2 separate regions of the Mus musculus genome follow, and region 1 is linked to region 2. A link is a contact called in public HiChIP or PLAC-seq data. All regions are on one chromosome and are shown on one strand. The core of a region is the stretch at or near the end of the contact, and the rest is flanking DNA. Distances in the headings are between cores, read along the strand shown. Region 1 overlaps Maml3 (mastermind like transcriptional coactivator 3). Region 2 overlaps Maml3 (mastermind like transcriptional coactivator 3).

Evidence for each region. HiChIP or PLAC-seq counts read pairs in DNA pulled down with a chosen protein or histone mark.
Region 1: a contact with region 2 is called in a BATF HiChIP or PLAC-seq map of CD8 T cells, with 5 read pairs. The contact joins two enhancer-like sites. A contact is called at or near these places in 2 of 484 Hi-C or Micro-C datasets (the N1E-115 cell line and embryonic fibroblasts) and 2 of 115 datasets of contacts at active chromatin or transcription factors (CD8 T cells and cardiomyocytes).

Annotation. Positions count from the first base shown.
Region 1 is chr3:51,904,778-51,907,938 of GRCm38.p6, reverse strand. All of the region lies in intron 1 of Maml3 (mastermind like transcriptional coactivator 3), which reads left to right. Among named protein-coding and RNA genes, the nearest start is that of Gm46803, 200 kb to the right of the region's middle. RefSeq lists an enhancer at 1-368. Within about 2 kb of position 1,863, at least 49 of the 459 cell types and tissues checked have an H3K27ac peak or open chromatin away from gene starts, as enhancers often do. A contact at or near this core is called in CD8 T cells, where this site is marked.
Region 2 is chr3:51,757,885-51,760,998 of GRCm38.p6, reverse strand. The region is part of intron 2 of Maml3 (mastermind like transcriptional coactivator 3); the gene reads left to right. Among named protein-coding and RNA genes, the nearest start is that of Gm46803, 52 kb to the right of the region's middle. Within about 2 kb of position 1,323, at least 20 of the 459 cell types and tissues checked have an H3K27ac peak or open chromatin away from gene starts, as enhancers often do. A contact at or near this core is called in CD8 T cells, where this site is marked.

The DNA of each region.
Region 1 (3,161 bases), core at 614-3,113, 150 kb before region 2:
GTTTCTGTACAGTTTACACATTTAGTATACAGTTTCTTCCAATGGAAAACTATAAACCTGAATTTTCTGCAACTTACAATAGGGTTTGTACAATGGGGACATACTTTGGTGAGAAAAACTATACTGAAATTGTATTTGTTGGAAAGTGATTTAAATCATCTTTCTGGCGAGCAATTTAAGTAGAGGCCAACGTGTCTGTGTGTGAGGGTGGGGTGGGGTGTGGCTTTAAGCATGGTCACGTGGTGGTGACACAGGTAGGATGTGTGCTCTGATTCCTCTGGACAGTGCTGAGTGCAGACTAATCGGAGAATTTTAGTGATCACAAATTCCCAGGCCGTGGCCTGTCAGCAGGAGAGCACAGAACTGGAAAAGGCAGAGCGCAGACCCTGTGTTCAGCGGCCTTCACAACAGGCCCTGTACACGGCTGGTTATGGATTCCACATCTCCTAGTGCTTGACCAACAATGAATACAGTGAAACCAGCTGACTCGGCATTAAAGGTTTCTAATGTGAAGGATATTTGTTAGTTCATTCAGTTATATGTAGTACAAAAGCAGAAAAGCCCTGCTTAATTAGCATGTATTAATCCCTCGAAAAGCACACACACACACACACACACCATACATTCATGCCCATGCATGCAATATACACAGATGATGTCTGGCCTCTTTGTTTCCAGAGTCCTCTGGGCACCACCAACCTCAGTACCACCACAGGAACAACAAGTTCTGCTTACCAGCTGGTGTCCTAGTATTCAGCCATGACACTTGAGGAGAGCATTTAACAAACACACTAAGTACTGTTGAAAGATTTGTACCTCTTCCTGTCTCTTACTCTCCATGATTTTGTTCCAGAAAGTTACCAGGGTACACATTCATGGGTCAGTAGATCAGTTTGCAAAATCTTAATTCTGTGAGAACACCACGGTCAAGTACATACATAGCAGCTAAATCGAAGAAGAAAAGAAAAACCATCCTCCCTGAAAAGTATTTTCAAATGTGGTGTAAATATAATGTATTGCCAAATTCCATAGTCTGGACAGCATAAGTTGTCAATAATGTACAGCTAACCCAGAAATAGAAAGCAAAATTAAAAAGCCAGCATGTTTTTTATGAAAACTAGGAGAGTATCAGTCATCATAATGAAACCCTAAACCAAATCTACATCGTAGGGGTGGAGAACATTGTCATTTATAATGGTGCGAGTGGAAAATGAACTAACCCAAACGTGAGCCCCAGATCATTCGTCAGCAGCACCCATGATCTACATTTAACATAGATTTCACAACAGTACCATTCATAACAAAGTCTGAGAATTGAAACAATTCCTAAGTAATACTTAGGGTTTTTGTTTGTTTGTATGTTTGTTTTTGTTTTTAGACAGGAACTTCCTGTATAGCCCAAACTGGCCTTGAACTCAAAATCCATCTGCCCTGACCTTCCGGAAGCTGGAGTTGTGTGTGTGTGTGTGTCCTAACACCTGGCACAGGTCGATTTTAGTAGTAGCATCTCCCAGTTATTCCCTCTGTGTGCAGAAAGAAATAGACTCTAACCAGCACTGTGCTCTCAGTGTGAAGGATGTGGGCTTCCGAGTGGGGATAAGTAGCCTTGTACCCACAAAGGCATTCAGAAATCCAGCGTTCCCAGGGGGGAGTAAGAGGAAGTCGAGTTTTGAAAATATGTATGAGAATTCTAAGGTAACCCCACAGCTTCCAGAAGAACTGGCATCCCCCTTTTCACCCTGGCCTAAAATAAACTGTGCCTGGTGGTGTTTATTGAATGACTTCTTCGGGTCAGGCGAGTTACCAGCCTGTCTGTCTCTGTGGTTATCATTGAATTGAATTAGTAATTCTTTTTATAGCCAAGGGAAAGTCCCAGCGAGTGCAGTGTTTGAAGTCATGAAGCAAGGAAGGAGGGAGTGTCCGCTCTAACCCTAGTCTTTACCTGAGGTGAACTAGTAAACCCTTAGGTGTAACCTGCATAGCACACAGGTAAGATGCAGTGAATGCGCGTGGAGCGAGCAAGTGGCAGGATCTCAAGTGAGGCTGAAGCTACTCCTGGCTAAGGAAATGGAGCAAGGGCTGGGAGGAGGGGACATGGGGTAGTGACACAGGAGATGATCGGAAGATGAAACAAAACCACCCAACCCATGTAGCAGAGTGGTGTGTAGCAGACTAGGAAACTGGAACACTCATATATTCTTTGCCAAATAGATCTACAAAATTCACTACAAAAATCCTGGTTGAGGGGATGGGGCAGCAGGATGGCTAAGCAGGTAAAGACTCTTGTACAAGTTTTGACAACTTGAGTTCAATCCTGGGATATCAGGGGTCTTTTTCATCCAGGAATTTATGACTATGTTGTTGACATCTCCTGAGAATAAAAAATATTAATACGTCTGTTTACTCCAGATAGGGCACCATTGAGAGACCAGTGAACGATTTCAGCCAGTTTGGTAAGCCAGTGAGCTGCTTAGAGATTATGGTATTTAGCGGACATTTATTTAAACATGTTTATATGTTGGCTAGACAGTGTGGCTAGTTCAGGCCATTACGTTTAGTCTTATCATCTTTACAATAATGTATATAGCGTATTTTTTTTAAAGTTTAAGAAAAGGTTGTCTTGTATTGACTTGAAGTATCTACTTTCATTTTATGTTTTTCTTTTGAGTCACTGTGGAACCCTTGAGGCAAAAGGAAAAACATTATTTCATGGTGAATACATGTGAATGTCTGTATTTGAAAATCCCTCTATATTGGAGACTGGCTTCGCCCTTGTTTACCCAGAGTGTTAGTAATCTAAGTGTGTATACATGTCACTGGCTAATCCAATGTGAATGTATGTATTAGAACACCATTATATCTCCTAATTGTTTGAGCATTCTATTCAGAGAGCCTGACTTGAATTAGTGTCAGAAACATTTCTAACACAGAGTAGACTCTGTTTTGAGTGTGTGTGACATGAACACATCACATCATGACTGTAGCTGTGTCCTTTTCTGCAAATCAATGATGTTGTATACCCAGCCATTGCTTGCACCACTTGTAAGACAGATTTTAGCTACTCAGACCCAGGACCTTTGCTTCCTGCCAGATCCCCTACCCAAAAATTGAGAACGGCTCTATATGTTTACCATTGTCACTTCAGAACATATCACTGTGTC
Region 2 (3,114 bases), core at 74-2,573:
AGATGGTTGCAGTGCCATTAGCTAGCATCAGATACAGATGTGCTCTTCCAGCCCGGAGTAAAGATTTGTCCCACAAAGGGACATCTGAGCTTCAAAACCGTCCTTTCCCCGGAAGTCATTCTGGGAGCTTGTGACATACCAGGTACCCATGGATTGCGTGGAACCTGTGGGCTCAGTGGTTATCACCCCACCCTTCGCACCATTCTGTGTGCCTTCTTGGTTCCACATCACGGGACATGGTGGGCAGAGTGGTGTGCTTTGGATAAAATGCCCAATGACCTCTATTTCCATAGACATGCGGTGTTCTGTCTCACTGGAGCAAGAGTATTGAGCAGGGATATTATAAAATTTTGACAGAAGATTAATTACTTTTAAAATGAAGGGAGTGTGATGTAATCTTTCTTTGATAGTGATTTATGGGCTACCTCAGGTCATAGTGAAGCCAGGGAGTCTTGGTCACAAGTATTGATCTTCTACAAAGGCCTTCTCTTTAAACAACACTTCCTGACAAGGTGTTCCAGACAGTGTTAACGGGGCTAGCTAAGGTGTTTTGTCCTTTTGTTTTTACCAGGAATGTAATATATCCTCAGTATACTACAACAATGATGCTCTCATACTCACTGGTCAATGCTACAGGTAGAACATTCAAGCATCAGCCCTGGGTAATTAGGTAACTGAGGGCTGGGGAGATGCTAGGTTACTAAAATGTTTGCTTTGAAATGTAAGGACTTGAGTTCAACTCCCAAGGCCCAAGCTTAACTTTTTTTTTTTTAAGTTATGCATGGTAGCACATACTTGTAATCCCAGCTCTGGGGAACTAGAGACATGTGGGTCCCTGGAGCTCACCAACGACTTCTTCTAACCTACTTAGAAAGTTCCAGGCCAATGAGGACCAACACCCAAGGTCATCATCTCACCTCCACATGGGCGTGCAGCTACACACACAAACCACGCATACACAGAGAAGTTTGCTAATCAAACATGAGCAGATTTAGAAGGGATACCCGGCCATCTGCAACTAGATCTTTGTGTCTGTCAGTATGTTATTTGGATGACTTGACAGCGGTAGAATCTTTTGTGTGTGTGTGTGTGTGTGTGTGTGTGTGTGTGTTGTCTGTAAATTTTTAGTCAGCCATCGTTTCCAGAACCCTGGGAACCATCATGCCTGGAAAGGCAGACTCAAGGTACTGCTAGGCTCTTAGCATGAAATGCCACTGAGATGATCAAGATGCCGCCTACCAAAATGTGTCATTTCCTGCCCCTTTTCTTCTCCTTATCTGTTTGAACTCAAATCCTGGAGCTCATGTTCACGTGGCCCAGGGTCAGGTGCAGACATCTGGCAACTTCACAGTCAGTGGTGAAGGTGAAGAAACCTGAGAGCATCTAGGGAGAGGGATGCAGGCTGACTAGCTTTCATAAATGTCCTCTGTAGGGAGGTTTCCCCAGCCACTGCTTCTCTCCCTTTTTAGATCCCTGCTCTGAACAGTGTTTTGTTGGTCTTTGCCGGGGTCTACAAAGCATCACACATGTAAAGGAGGCTGCATAATTCAGAGCAGAACAGACTGCCTGTGTGATCTTGGTTAATTCACTTAAATCTCTGTGAAAGGACACTCCTGTAGAATGTTCCTAACTGGTGCTATATTAATTCATGAGGAACATAACAAATTAATATCAAAGTTCTAGCTCAAATATTTGAAACGTGGTTAGTGTTCAGACATATTGAAACCTAATTGGTGTTCAGATATCATCTTAAGTCTCAGATACAAAATTATCTATACTGTTTTGTTTTGTTTCTAAGAAGTCTTGGTATATATCCCAGGCTTGTATTGGACTCAACAATCCTCCTGCCTCAGCCTCCTGAGTGCTGGGTGACAGGTAAGCCAGATTCAGGTGTACTGTTTTTAATATGTTATCTGTAAAGGAGATCATTAACTCTTTGTTCTAGGCAGAACTAAAGTAGATGGTCTCTCTGGTCTCTCTTGGGTTTAATACAATATGCATGACAGCCTGATTTCTTTGCATGTGACAGTAAACAAGGTCTTCATTTGCCTTGTCCCTATTTCCACCAACAGATTGCCCAGGTAAGACTTAGCAAGGGCTCACTAAATGTTGGTTGGATTGAATTGATTTATTCACAGCAATAAACGCATCACACTGTCTAAATTAATGTTTCTCTCCCCTATAACATACATCTGCCCAAATACTCCGAGTCGTAGAGACCTTCTAGCAGAGAGCCTAATGATGGGGCCCATCTGTCTCCAGCAGACTGTCCTGGAAGGGAGCACCTCTATCTACTGCAATGATGCCAGGAAGCTGGTTACTACACAGTAGCCTACCTCTGTAAGGGGGCAATAGGGAGCATATGTCTAAAACATGGTGTGCTAAAATGCTTCAAATATTCCCAGGGTTCTGGAATATTGGATTTAGAACAATGTGTTTTGTAACCAAAGAACCAAATGGTTAATTTCCAGTAGGGTGTTAATCTATGTTATGAACAAAGCTCTCTTGACTATCATTTTGAAACTAAGAGTTTAAAGAGCTGTAGGTGTATGTAGCCAAATGGTAGCAGACTTGCCTAGCCTATACAGGAGCCCAGACTTGAGTGCTTACTAGAACTGAAGGTGATTTCTTGGAAACTGTAAACTAAAAACTGTGTATACAGAGGAGACTTGTGACCTGCTATAAAACACTGTTCATTAATGTGCTGTGTACTGAACTCAGCACCTCAGCGTGCTAGACAGCCCTCTACCACTGACCCTCTGCGAAACTTCCTTTGTGCTATCACAGGGGGAATGTATTCATAACTTGATAAGATAATAAGATAATCTGTCTGAACAATGAGTGTCCTGTTTAATGCCAGCACAAGATGATACTTCATACATTTTAAAGATGTATGTATGGCTAATGTTCTGTGATTGTAAAACTTCTGAAAACTGGTATTATCGAGAGTTTCAAAAGTATTTAAGCAAAATGTCTATCAAATTACCTTCCAGACTAAATTAATGTCGTATAAGTCCAGTCCACTTAGTTTTTGTTAGCTTGGTACTTCCTTTGTAGTATTTTTAGTTAGAGGTGCGTATGAATGAGTTTGTGCATGTGAGTGCACCGAGCTTG